Linked DNA regions of Mus musculus: region 1 is linked to region 2. Evidence: chromatin contacts called from public HiChIP or PLAC-seq data. All regions are on one chromosome and are shown on one strand. Each heading gives the region's core, a stretch centred on a gene start, on an enhancer-like site or on the middle of the called end of the contact. The rest is flanking DNA. Distances are from core to core; before and after follow the strand shown. Region 1 overlaps Slc6a4 (solute carrier family 6 (neurotransmitter transporter, serotonin), member 4). Region 2 holds the start of Slc6a4 (solute carrier family 6 (neurotransmitter transporter, serotonin), member 4).

Region 1 (5,710 bases), core at 1,954-4,453, 33 kb after region 2:
GTGATGGGTATCACACCAGGAATCTCAACCCCGTCAGGGCTCCATTGTAGGGAAGAGTTCCAATCTGAAGGGTGGCATCCAGGGGAAAGGTGAAGGGTGGCATCCAGGGAAAGGCAGGAGGCTTTTGAGAACCCAGGTGGATTAGACTGTGGCTCGAAAAGGCACAGCTTCACACTCAGACATTTCATAAGAGAACACGAGACGATTAGACACCGTTTTCTGAGAACAGCTAGATTCACTTCTGTTTTTAAATGGGAAAACTAAACTCATGGGAAAGAAAACTCAGCTCCTGCAAACCACTGTAACCAAGTCAACCCTATCACAACTTTTGCTCCCAAAGAAAACCAGATGATTGTTTTACTGTAATGCATTCACAGCCCGGGTCACTAAATTCATCCCTCCGAGCTATCCTTCAGTGATGGCTGAGAAGATCCACCGCCTCTCTGCTGCTTCAAACCCAGAGGCCTGGGTCAGGGGAGGGAACGTTAGATTAACAAACATCAGTATTACACCACAGGCCGCACCTCGGATCCTAGTTGTCTCTCTTGCAGATTTTCAGTTACTTACAGAGAAAACGACACCTAGAAGGATGTAAGGTAGCTGAGCTCAGACCCGTCGCAGTAGAGGAGATTCAAAGGACATCCTTACCATAGGCCACCAGATGGGAGCCAATCGGTTTCAAGGAAGCAGCTGATAAGCTCACAGAATATAAGAAGAGGTCCTGTGGAAGCACGCATCTCTGGATCTTGGCTTCCCCATCAGTAAAATGTGCTCCTTGGACAGTAGCGTGTTCCCAGGATCGACAGTTCCATGGGTCAGGAACAGTGGCACACAGTGCTGGGTAGAAATCCTAGCGAGTGCTGGATTAAGGAAAATCCAATACCTTTCTTTGTATAAGACTTCTGAGAGAGGCCTTTACTATCTCTGTGTGTACTTAGCCAGTGCAAATGGTAAGGCACGCCGTGCTCCCCGCCCGCAAGTACCTGGGAGAAAAGACACTTGGTTTTAAGGGAGGGGGAGAGGGAGATTTTTATTCTAACACAAAGTCTCCCTATGTAGTCCAGACTGGCCTTAAACTTTCCGTGATCCTCTGGGCCGCTGATCTGTGCTGGCATTATAAGATAGGTGCCACCACACCTACCTCACTAGGAGCTTTACAGAAATTACTTGTTAATTACCAGGTTTGACTTTCAGAAGCAGGAGGAGGGGAGGCTCCATATAAAACCTTGGTTTGGTTAAAAAAACAAAACAAAGGCCGGGCGGTGGTGGCGCATGCCTTTAATCCCAGCACTTGGGAGGCAGAGGCAGGCGGATTTCTGAGTTTGAGGCCAGCCTGGTCTACAGAGTGAGTTCCAGGACAGCCAGGGCTACACAGAGAAACCCTGTCTCGAACAACAACAACAAAAAACCAAAAAAAAAAAAAAAAACAAAAGAAACAAAAACAAAGTCTAAAAGAAAGGTAAATATAAGAGAAAAGCAAGCGTCTAGATTCTGCTGGGTATTGGCCATACCCAGATGCGCCCAGCTGTATAATGAGATTAGATCCTGATAAACCCATTATGAATTGAAAATGTCATTAAGTAAAAAAAAAAAAAAAACCACAGTGACTACACCTAACTAGCTTCCTGAACATTATAGCCTGGCAACACAGGACAGGGCTGTCATTCTCATGACCGCTTGGCTGGCTGGGAGCTGTGGCTTCAGGAGACACACCCAGCCTCAGGAGAGAGCAGTAGCCTCAGCCCTAGCAAGGGGAGATATAGGAATTGAGAACAGTTTCCATGGAATGGATATTACTCTTGCATCGTCATAAAGGAAAAACAGGTTATAGTAACCCGCTATAAGCTGGGGACTGCTTGTGTAAGTCTGCAGCGTATAGAATAAGCTCTATTTACTGCTTTAATTTGGGAATATACCATGCACTGGTAGCCTACAAGTCTCAAGGTTGGGGTCAATTGCTGGCCGAAGTCACCATTGCTGAAAGCCTTAGTGACCCACACAGAGATAACGGAAGATGGTCTCTAATGAGCCCATGCTTATGAAGGTGTCAGCAATGCTCTGTTCTTAGATTAGCTGTAGCTTATAGGTTAGATAGTCTCGTAGAAGGCTATGGCCTGGCAAAGTCTGAGCTCAGTAGTCGTCTAGTGGGCTGGCAAAATGGTTCAGCAGCAAAGGCTGCAGGAGTAAAATTGCTGGAACTTACACAGTAGAAAACTGACCCCTAAAAGTCACCTTCCGACCTCCACGTAGGCACCGCTCACATGCACCCACACATACGCACACCAGAATTAAGTACGATCTAAGCCTGGCAACTTGGGAGAATCCATGTCTAAATGGGCAGCTGTGAGCATAGGAAGGAGGTGGGGCGTGAAAGCCATTTTCTTTCAATGTTATTTACTGTGCTCGCCTCTCCCACACACTGTGAGGAGTGAGCTCTTTCCTGTGCATCCTAACTCCACTTAAGACTAATTCCAGGCCGGGCAGTGGTGGCACACGCCTTTAATCCCAGCACTTGGGAGGCAGAGGCAGGCGGATTTCTGAGTTTGAGGCCAGCCTGGTCTACAGAGTGAGTTCCAGGACAGCCAGGGCTACACAGAGAAACCCTGTCTCAAAACGAACTAAAAAAAAAAAAAAAGACCAATTCCAATTGTAAGGCATATTTCTATCTAATTAATGATAGTTTATAGAGTGGTGAGGGATGGCTTTCGGTGGCTCTTGGCACTGGCGGGCACCATGGCTGAGAGGTGGGATGTCTGCTCCCGGAGTGGCTCTGGGAAGCCTTGTCTGTTTAGTCAGTCATGCTGTGGCCAGCAGGGTTCCGCCGTAGGACTGTTCCTTAAGTTCCTGTCACAACCACACTCTTCCTGCACCCGACGCTTGTACTTCTCCACTCTGACATTTTCATCTGTATTAGAAGTTGGGAATTTCTTCTTTTAAAGGCTAGTGAGGCTATTTCAACTTATTGTGAAATATCATTAAAATACTCTCAATGTTTTAATATTAATGTTGAAATGTCTTTTCAAACAAGACTTTGTAACACTGCACTTTTCTTCCCAACAGCGCATTATTAAAAGTATCACTCCTGAAACACCAACGGAAATTCCGTGTGGGGACATCCGCATGAATGCTGTGTAACACACTGAGGGAGAGGACATGGCCTCCCAGCCCCCGACTCCTCATCTCTGAAAAGCCCCACCTTGACTCCTCCCCTCTAAGCCAAGCTGATGATGTAAGGTCTTTCTCCATGGAGTCACAGTCCTAAAGACTATGGTGCCCAGACTCTTGTGGGTTCCAACCACTTCTTTCCATGAACTCTCTTGGACTTACTGCCACATTAGCTGGTGACACGGCTGAGCTGACTTGGATATGTGAGGAGAGGAAGGAGGGGATGAACGCCACCCAGTCATCAGCTAGCTTCAGGTTTAGATTAGGTCTGTGAACGTCTGTATCATGTTCTGGGTATGATCATATTGCCCTGCATCTGTTTGCTTCTAAAGCCTTCAGTGTTCATGAATACATAAACCACCTAAGAGAAAACAGGGATGTCTTGCTAGCCATATATATTTTCTCAGTAGCATAGAACTCTGTAGCCGGAATCTACTAGAACCCTGTAACCCACGTGCTGCTGTGAGGTTAAGAAAGGAAGACGTAAAGACGCTACACTGAAAACTGATATATATGTGTGAGCTCTTGTGTCTGTCCATTGTTGTCTGTGTCCCCTCAATTCCAACACTCCGGGCCCATTACAAACTATATAAATGGCCTCTAATTTTTCTTACATTAAACAGATTCTACCTACTCAATTGGGTTTGTGTTATTAGAAGCATGCTGGGTTACCATCTCCTTTCCCGGTGTCTCTTCCACCACCCACCTCCCTGTTAGGCATTCAGGATAAAGGTCCTTGGGCAAACCTGGCCTGTTCTATCAGTCACTATGGCCACTGCTTTCCAGATGGTTGTAGCCAGATGCAACTTCCACGTGCAGTTGGGTATCTGGTTTAAATGGCTGAGGGTTTGACTATTCAGGTTATTGGTCCTGTGGAGCCAGGGCAAACCTGACTTCTACTTAGCTCTGGGGTACATAGGTCTAATTCTATGAGCTAAAAGGCAGATCTTCTCCACCCGGGAGCAATCGCAGAATCGGACTTGGCTTTAAACGACCGCCCTTCACCGTGATCCCATCTTGACTCTGCCAAGGGGTCCTGATGACGAGTTCCAGGATGCTTTCCAAGTGAATGGCTTCTCATCCATGTGAGCATGGTACTGATTACGTAAATCTGGACTTGGGTGACTTAGGCTTGGATGAAAGAAAGCATGGAGGCAAATCTTACCTTGAGGCCTGAGAGTCCTTCATTAAAACCTTTAAGGAAACAATCGATAAAATCAATTACCTGGCACTCTATAACTTCGAGTCCTCCATATAAAATTTAAACAAACTTCGTAAAAAGAAAGTCCCAGCTTGGTGTGGTAGAAGCAGGAAGATCATGACGCTAATGCCAGCTCAGGCTACATAGTGAGACACTGACTCAAAGAGCCGTGTGCGCGCGCGCGTGTGTGTGTGTGTGTGTGTGTGTGTGTGTGTGTGTGTGGGGTGGGGTGGGGAATCCATATATGAAAGGCTTACAGTTATCCTACTGTAGGTGTCTCCCTTGGTTCCATTTCCTCAGCGGTGTCTTCCTTGAGCATCTTCTGCTATCTCTGTGCCTCTTGCTCACCCTTCATAATTTTCCGATGTGCTCATTTGTGCTTTTTTCCCCACAATATTTTCCTTACTCATCTGAGCTTCTGAGGAGCTTGCTAAGACGTTACAGGGAAGGAGGGGTTGGAGCTGTCTCTCTCCTGACAGGAAAGAACCTTCACCTCTCAGCCTGGCCCGCTGCCTTCTTCCTGTTCTCGTTACTTTCTTATGTGCTGAAGAAGAGAAATTATCTGCCGGTGGCCTGCAGTCAGTGGTAAACAGTTCTGCAAAATTGAAGAATCTTGGTTTTTTTTTTGTTTTGTTTTTTTTTCTAGACAGAGTCCCAACTAGCCCAGGCTAGCCTCAAACTTATTATGTAGCCAAGGATGGCCATGAATGCTGGGATTATATGCATGTGCCATGATGCCAGGTTTATGTGGTCCTGAGGATGAAATCCAGGAGTTCATACATGCTAGGCAGCATCTTAAGTATATCCCCAGCTTAAGATAGATTCTCGTTATCTCATAGACACACAATTTTCTCAAAATACCACCTTTCCCTCTGTTTCTGAGTAGCTTAGAGTAGCCTTGAACTCAAAATCCTCATACATTAGCCTGCCTTGTGCTGGGATTACAGCCAGGACAACCAAGTTCAGCACAAAAAATTAATTTTTGCAATAGGCACTTGCTCAAACTGAAGTAAGAATGTTTTCGGCAAGCCAGTCATTCAAGGAATTATACAGGAGTTTTCAATGTTGGAGGTTTCATGCAAGTGAAAAGGAATATCCAAAGTACCTGTTGCTTTTAATTGTTTGCATTGGTGTCTGATCCCCATTTATCAATAATATAGATTTTTCCTCACAATTTTTAATTTATTTTTAATTTAATTTTCATTTCTATACATTTTATTATGAAAATAATTTTGCAATTAAATACCACACACCAAAATGAACCAGACCCAGAGGCTACTCACATCAGTGCATTTCTATACAGTTATAAGAGCCATTCTAAAGTTCTTTTCCTTTTTGTTTTTC
Region 2 (5,920 bases), core at 1,830-4,329:
CCCAAGCAGTCATTAAGCATGCACAGCAAGTGCCGCTCACATCACTAAAGCGACAAGTATTTTATTTCAACATTTCCAAGTTGCTCATGAGGCCCGGTGGTAGAAGCACATTGTTCAGGTGCCAGGCAGATGCTCTGTAGAGGTCTAGCATTATCACCGTTGGCCCTCCTGTGAGGGCGTGGTGCAGCCTCATGGGCTGCAGGGGAAGGACCACTCCCTTGGGTAAGCTCTGAGAGGAGTTAAGATGATGGGCACGCCAGTGAGAGGGCAGACTGCTGAGGCACCGGCAAAGGAGGCCGGGGGTGGGGGTGGGGTCCAGGGAGGTGTGGTACTTGGATGGGGCTGCTTCTCAAAGGTAGGGCTCACGAGAAGTGGCTGAGAAGAAACCAGAAAAAAGTGACCAAGACAAAGTCCACCTACACGTTTCCTGTCATTTCCAGAGCTGTGCCCAGTCCTCCTTCATCTCTCTCCTACACCCTAACGTGGTCAGCCCACTAACATCAACTGAGCCTTCTCTGGCACCCCTTCTTTCCGCTCTATCTTGATTAGCTAGGTCAGCCTCAGGTGGTTGCTGGGGAGATTCCAGGCCTACTGTGGTGGACATCCGAAACAAGAGATTCCCTGAGAGGGAGGGGTGTGGTAGCCATTTCCTGGGCCTAAGAAGAAGCCCACAAGGAAGGGAGAGCTTCCTCTTCTGTCACGGTGTAAACAGAACACAGGCAGACAGACAGATGGCACCGAGAGCTTCCGGAGGGAGCTGCTGGCATTCACAAGGCTTTGTCCTGGCCGTCGTTGGGTTTTGGGAATCCAGCTAGTCTTCGTGGTGATGGTGGTGGCGGCATGTGTGTGTGCATTTAATGTGTGTCTGTTGCCGTGGAGGCTGGCCGCGTGTGGCAGCTGGGCTTCCGTGTCTCTGGGATGGAGCTAGCGAGTGAAGAATGCCTGGCAAACCTCCCCTCCATCCAAGTCTCCTCAGCCCTTCTGCCGGCTCTGTAGCAGCGTTCCCTAGCCCAGTGCAACGCCTTTGTGGGTGTCTGTCTTGCATTTCCTCCCTGTGTCCCTACCAAGTGTCAGAAACGGGAAGGAAGGCAGGATGTGTGGGAAGGCAGGGCGGCATTGCCAAACAGCTCTGCAGGCAGAGGGACCAGGTCTGCTGAAGGGACTGTGGGACAGACTGGGCTAAGTTGCTCCTCCAGAATTGCCTCCAGGGCAAGAGGAAAAAAAAATAGTTGGAGGGAGGCTAAGTATGCACTCTGGCCAGGGGGCTGTGGGGAATGAGGTGTGGGCATGGTTTGGGCAGCTGTTAACAGTCCTCAGCAGGGAATAAGAGATGAGACCACCTGAGGCTAGTCTCAGCTGAAGTGAAGCATCTGCCGAGAGCCTCTCCACACCCACACACACCAGTCTGACCGGACCAGTGCTATCATTCTCCAAGACAAGGCCTAGGACACTGTGGTTAAGAGTCTCGTCCAACCCACAAGCAGAGGGTTTGAGCCTCTATCTATCTCATCCTGTTCAGAGAAATGTCACCAATACTCAGCGCTCACAATGTGGCAGTACTACTAAGTAAGGGGAGGCAACCGGGCAGGAGGAGCAAGGCCCTGGGAAGGTCGGCAGTGAGCCGGTAAGACTGAATCCGCATGGGGACGGTCAGATTGGAGACGGGAGTCTTAGCTGATGCTCAAGTCCGCCCTGCTCCTCTGTCTGCCTGGACCCCTCCTCAGAACAAACTTGTTCTTGGGCAGCCTTGTGTCTGCACAGGAGTTACAGGCACGGAAGGGAGACAGCAGACACGTGTGTTCATTGAAAGGGAGGGGCCCAGTGAGGACCCTGGGACCCTGGGGTTCTCCGGGTCATGGAATGGCCAGGCCTGCCTAAGGTCAGCTCCCCCAGCCAGTCCGCTCCCCCACATCGCTAGGGCCGCTCCTTGCATTCCCGGCCCTGGAGCCTAGGTGGCACCAAAGCCTCGTACTGGTGATCCCTGCGGCCGGGAACCGCCCACACCTGCGGACAGTGAACCAACCAGCCCTTCCTGGTGCCAGCGCAGCCCAGCTGCGGCTTCTGATGTCTGGGCTCGAGCCCCTCTGGAACAAAGGGGCGCCGGGGCTTTCTCGCAGACACCGAACTCGCCATTACTACCTCTTTTCTAGCTCTCCCTCACTCGCTTGGCCGGATGAGAAGAGACAGGCTGGCCGGCCCGGGTCCTGACTTCTCTGCCTCAGACACAGTCCAAAATAAGTAACATATCTGCTCTTTAAAAAAAAAAAAAAAAAAGCTCCCGTAATTTTGGTGAAAAAAAGAATGTGATAACATTAAATTCATTTTTAAGCTGTGTGTGTGTGTGCGTGTGCGTGTGCGTGTGTGTGTGTGTGTGTGAACAAAACAATCTATATAGACTTGAAAACAGTGCTCCTGTCGAAATACTGAGCGGCTTGAAAGGCTGGTAGTTTGTCCAGTGCCCAACCCCACAGGCACAGGCGGGTCCGCGGACCAACACCGATGTTCTCTGCAAAATTTTCCTCCTGTGGCTAAGTAGCACTCTCAGATCCTCCCGGGGGTGCTTATTGTAGGCTGCTATCGGGATGGGGAGGTTCCCGACTAAGCTCGCATTCCACCTAGAGAACCCAGACAAAGTCAGGAGTCCTTGGAAAGACGGTCCGCAATCGGCTGTGGTCAAGAAAGAATGCTCTTAGGGAGTGACACGGAGCAGGACCTTAACGTAATTTAGGGCAGATTTGGTAAGGGCAGAAGTGAACCTCGTTTTGTACAGCATCCTCCAGCCACACTAGTCCAAAAGCAGAAGAGTCAGATCCTTCGCCCTGCCCTGCCCTGCCCGGCCCTGCGCCCTGGCTGCTGTATGTGCAGGAATGAGTGGGGGGCTCTGCCGCCCTCCCACCGGACAGGGAGCGTGGACCCCGCCCCTCCCCCCCCCCCCTCCAGCTGCGGTAGCAGAGAAACAAAGTTCTTCGGTCTCAAAGTGACGCAAAAATTCTTGCGGAGCTCTTTGGCGGCGGCTATCTAGAGATCAGACCATGTGAGGGGCCGCAAGTACAAATAGCGCGGCGGGCGGCGCCACTCCAGCGGCCGCGCCGGTGCCTCGAGGGCGCGAGGGTCGAGCCGCCTCCGCAGCCCGGGACCCGCCGCCGCGCCTCCCGCAGGTGGGTCGCTTTCCCTTTCTTCTTATTCTTTTTTTCTCTCTTTTTTTTCTTTTCTTTTTTGTCTCTAACCCACGCTTCTTTCTAGAAGCCCTCGGTCCCCGCGCTTGACTGCCTGGATTTCGGGTGCCTTTGTCTGCACCGCGCAGGGTCCTTTCGAGGGACCCGATGGAAACCCTGGAGACCCAGAGCTGGCCCAGCGCAGCCTCGCTTTTTGGCAAAAGTTGCTGTAGTTTCCAGCCGTGATTCCGTGCTTGGGCTTTACTTTTGAGACAAGGGCTGGTAGGTGGCTTTATGCAAAGACGCTGGCAGACACAAATGCCCAAATAACCAGAGAAACCTTTGAGAGACACTTAAGAGGGTCAAGCCTCTCTCTGTGCGCTCGAATGGTCTCACTGCGGAGCGCGAGCCGACTCAGACAGCTCACAGGCCATTCAGAATTTATGGAAGTACCAGTGGGCTGTGCTATACTAAAGTGTGTAACCAACAGTTGCTGGAGGCGGGGGTGTTTCTAAAAGGCTGGTTGGTGGCCCGAGATTTTTTTTTTTTCGCGTTTGTGTGTGTGTTGCATATTGAATTATTCTTTTTAGTTAAGAGTGCTCAAGAATTTGAAGGGTGTGTATGTATTTTTATGATCATTTTTTTTTGTCCAGAAAAAATGAACCAGGTCAATGGATTATTTATGGACCTGCTAGCTCTCATCGTAGTAAGGGGAGAAATCAAATATTTAATGTGTTTTCAGTTACATGGGAAACATGTCTGAGAAAACAACAACACTGGGGTTTGTTTAAAAGTAATAGAGAGCCAAGACAGCGTTGGAGGCTGTTGGATGGACATGGAGGGGGAAACAGCTCTGACTATGGCCCTTCACTTTTTCGTGGAGCTGTGGATAGCTTCCTTCTCCCACCCTGGTCCCCAGCGAGAGGTACTGCTCCAGAAAAGGCTGATGGGCGGGTTCTTCTGCAGTGCAGGCAATATCTTACTTGTTTTGGGCAGCTGTGAGGCTTGAATCCAGGGTCTTTTGTACCCGGAGCAGACATCGTACCACTAAGCTACATGAAAAGTAGGGACCTAGCCTGGCAGTTAATCTCTGAAATCTCCTGGGTTGGAGCCTTGTAGAGACTTTGCATGGTAAGAAGAGAGAAAGAAAGACTGACTCTGCCCTGTGTGCTAAGGCATACTTGTACTGTTCAGGCGTTCAAGGTTGTCTTCAGCTTCTTAGCTAAGTCAAGGCTAGCTTACACAAGACCCATTTCCAAAGCAAAACAAAGCCGACCACCCCCAAGCAGCTTGTTCATTTGGGTATGGAGCTTTCCTTACTAAGCCTGAACAAGAGCAAGCTGAAACTCCTCCTCAGTAAACCTGGGATTCATGACACTCGGTTGGCCACATTTCAGAGTGGGAATTCCCAGCCTGGGCACTCAAGACTCAAGTCTGTTTCAGTTTCCAGTTAAAGAAAAAAAAAACCATATTATATATTTCTATATGGATGATATGTAACAAATATATATCCCCAGGGTGAAAAGGGGGATATATTAATATCTTAATGGAATCCACGATGTTTTGGGAAATTTTAGAATCCTATGAGCATTTTGATGGAACTTGGATTGGGGAGCAGTGTGTGTGTGGGGTGCATGTGGAAGAATTTCCCTGATGGGTGGTGACTGTGGAGTTTAGGGACATGGGTTGGGCTCTGTGGCAGGCTTACAAAATACTCTGGGTGCCCACACCCAAGAGAAACACGGGTAGTTCTGGAAATAAAGCCAGTTCACAGCCATCTCTAGGTTGTACTTGCTGAGTAGCACCGTTTGGACACACAAGGCAGTCGGAGGAAGCTGAGTTTTACTTTGGATTACTGCTTTGACAGACTTAATTCTTAAAATGCCAATGGCCAGGTGGGTTATTGTGCAGTCATTTCATGCTGGGAAGGCAAATAGGGCGTTAGCTGTTTTCAGTAACACTGGAGGTCCTCTGGGGCTCATGAACCAAGGCTTTGAGTAAGAGGAAATAGAGGGACCTTGGAAACAATGTTCAAGCTCTTGTGGCTAAGGTTCTAACAGCCCTCTTTGAAATAAAACAAAACACAAAATATAATCATGGTGCAAAATACCTACGGGCCAGGACCACTGCTCTAAGATGGAGTCCTCCTGGGATCCTCTTGTATTTCGGCCAAGGGCAGAGGCTCTGCACACTCAGACTCCTCTATGTTCTGTGCCTAAACCATGCCCCGCTAGTGGGTGGAGTTCTGGACTTCCTGAGTGAGCCCTGCTAGCTGAGCATACACTTACTGATTTCTCTGCTAATCTCCAGGTTGGCCCCTCCCTCTGAGGTTTTTGTGTCTGGCCAATGAGGCACCGGTAGGAAACCCACATTTGACAAAACACCTGCTTATTCCTACCTGAGTACAGCTAAAGCTTGTCTTCCAGGGGTCAGTTCCAAGAAAAATGCTTCCTTAGACAAAACAGCGTTCTAAAAAAAAAAAAAAAAAAAAAAATCTTCCTAGGAGAGTCCCAGGTAGAAAATGGATCAAATTACTTTTTAAAAAGAAACCTAACATCCCTGATTCCCTGATGGTCCCAGAGCACAGAGGGGCAGCTGATCGCTGGGGCGGGCATGAGACTCACCATGGGCCAACACAGCCACCTTACTTCCAGGATGACCTCTTGGCAGTGACTTTGGTCCATATTCAGAAAGTGCCAATCTGTGAGTAACAGCTCTGCCTGGCTGGCTCCTCAAGACTGGTGTGTGTGAGTGAGTGTTTTCCT

The links. HiChIP or PLAC-seq counts read pairs in DNA pulled down with a chosen protein or histone mark.
Region 1: an H3K27ac HiChIP or PLAC-seq map of the HPC-7 cell line shows a contact between it and region 2, with 4 times the contacts expected there. The contact joins the enhancer-like site here to the promoter of Slc6a4 in region 2. A contact is called at or near these places in 5 of 39 promoter capture datasets (the 3T3-L1 cell line, embryonic stem cells, epiblast stem cells and 2 more), 1 of 15 datasets of contacts at CTCF or cohesin (the NIH/3T3 cell line), 13 of 484 Hi-C or Micro-C datasets (B cells, the C2C12 cell line, ECoMG-derived neutrophils and 9 more), 6 of 115 datasets of contacts at active chromatin or transcription factors (the HPC-7 cell line, embryonic fibroblasts and embryonic stem cells) and 4 of 9 other capture datasets (adipose tissue, embryonic stem cells, liver and 1 more).

The regions. Positions count from the first base shown.
Region 1 is chr11:77,028,543-77,034,252 of GRCm38.p6, forward strand. It overlaps Slc6a4 (solute carrier family 6 (neurotransmitter transporter, serotonin), member 4), which reads left to right. Exons shown (of 14, transcript NM_010484.2): 14 at 3,061-3,801. The coding sequence ends at 3,135. Among named protein-coding and RNA genes, the nearest start is that of Gm12343, 22 kb to the left of the region's middle. Within about 2 kb of position 3,204, at least 7 of the 459 cell types and tissues checked have an H3K27ac peak or open chromatin away from gene starts, as enhancers often do. A contact at or near this core is called in the HPC-7 cell line, where this site is marked.
Region 2 is chr11:76,995,518-77,001,437 of GRCm38.p6, forward strand. Slc6a4 (solute carrier family 6 (neurotransmitter transporter, serotonin), member 4) reads left to right here and starts at 3,080. Exons shown (of 14, transcript NM_010484.2): 1 at 3,080-3,158. RefSeq lists promoters at 925-3,130, 2,552-3,130, 2,786-3,130 and cis regulatory regions at 1,036-1,057, 1,135-2,074, 2,552-3,002, 2,552-2,785, 2,979-2,986.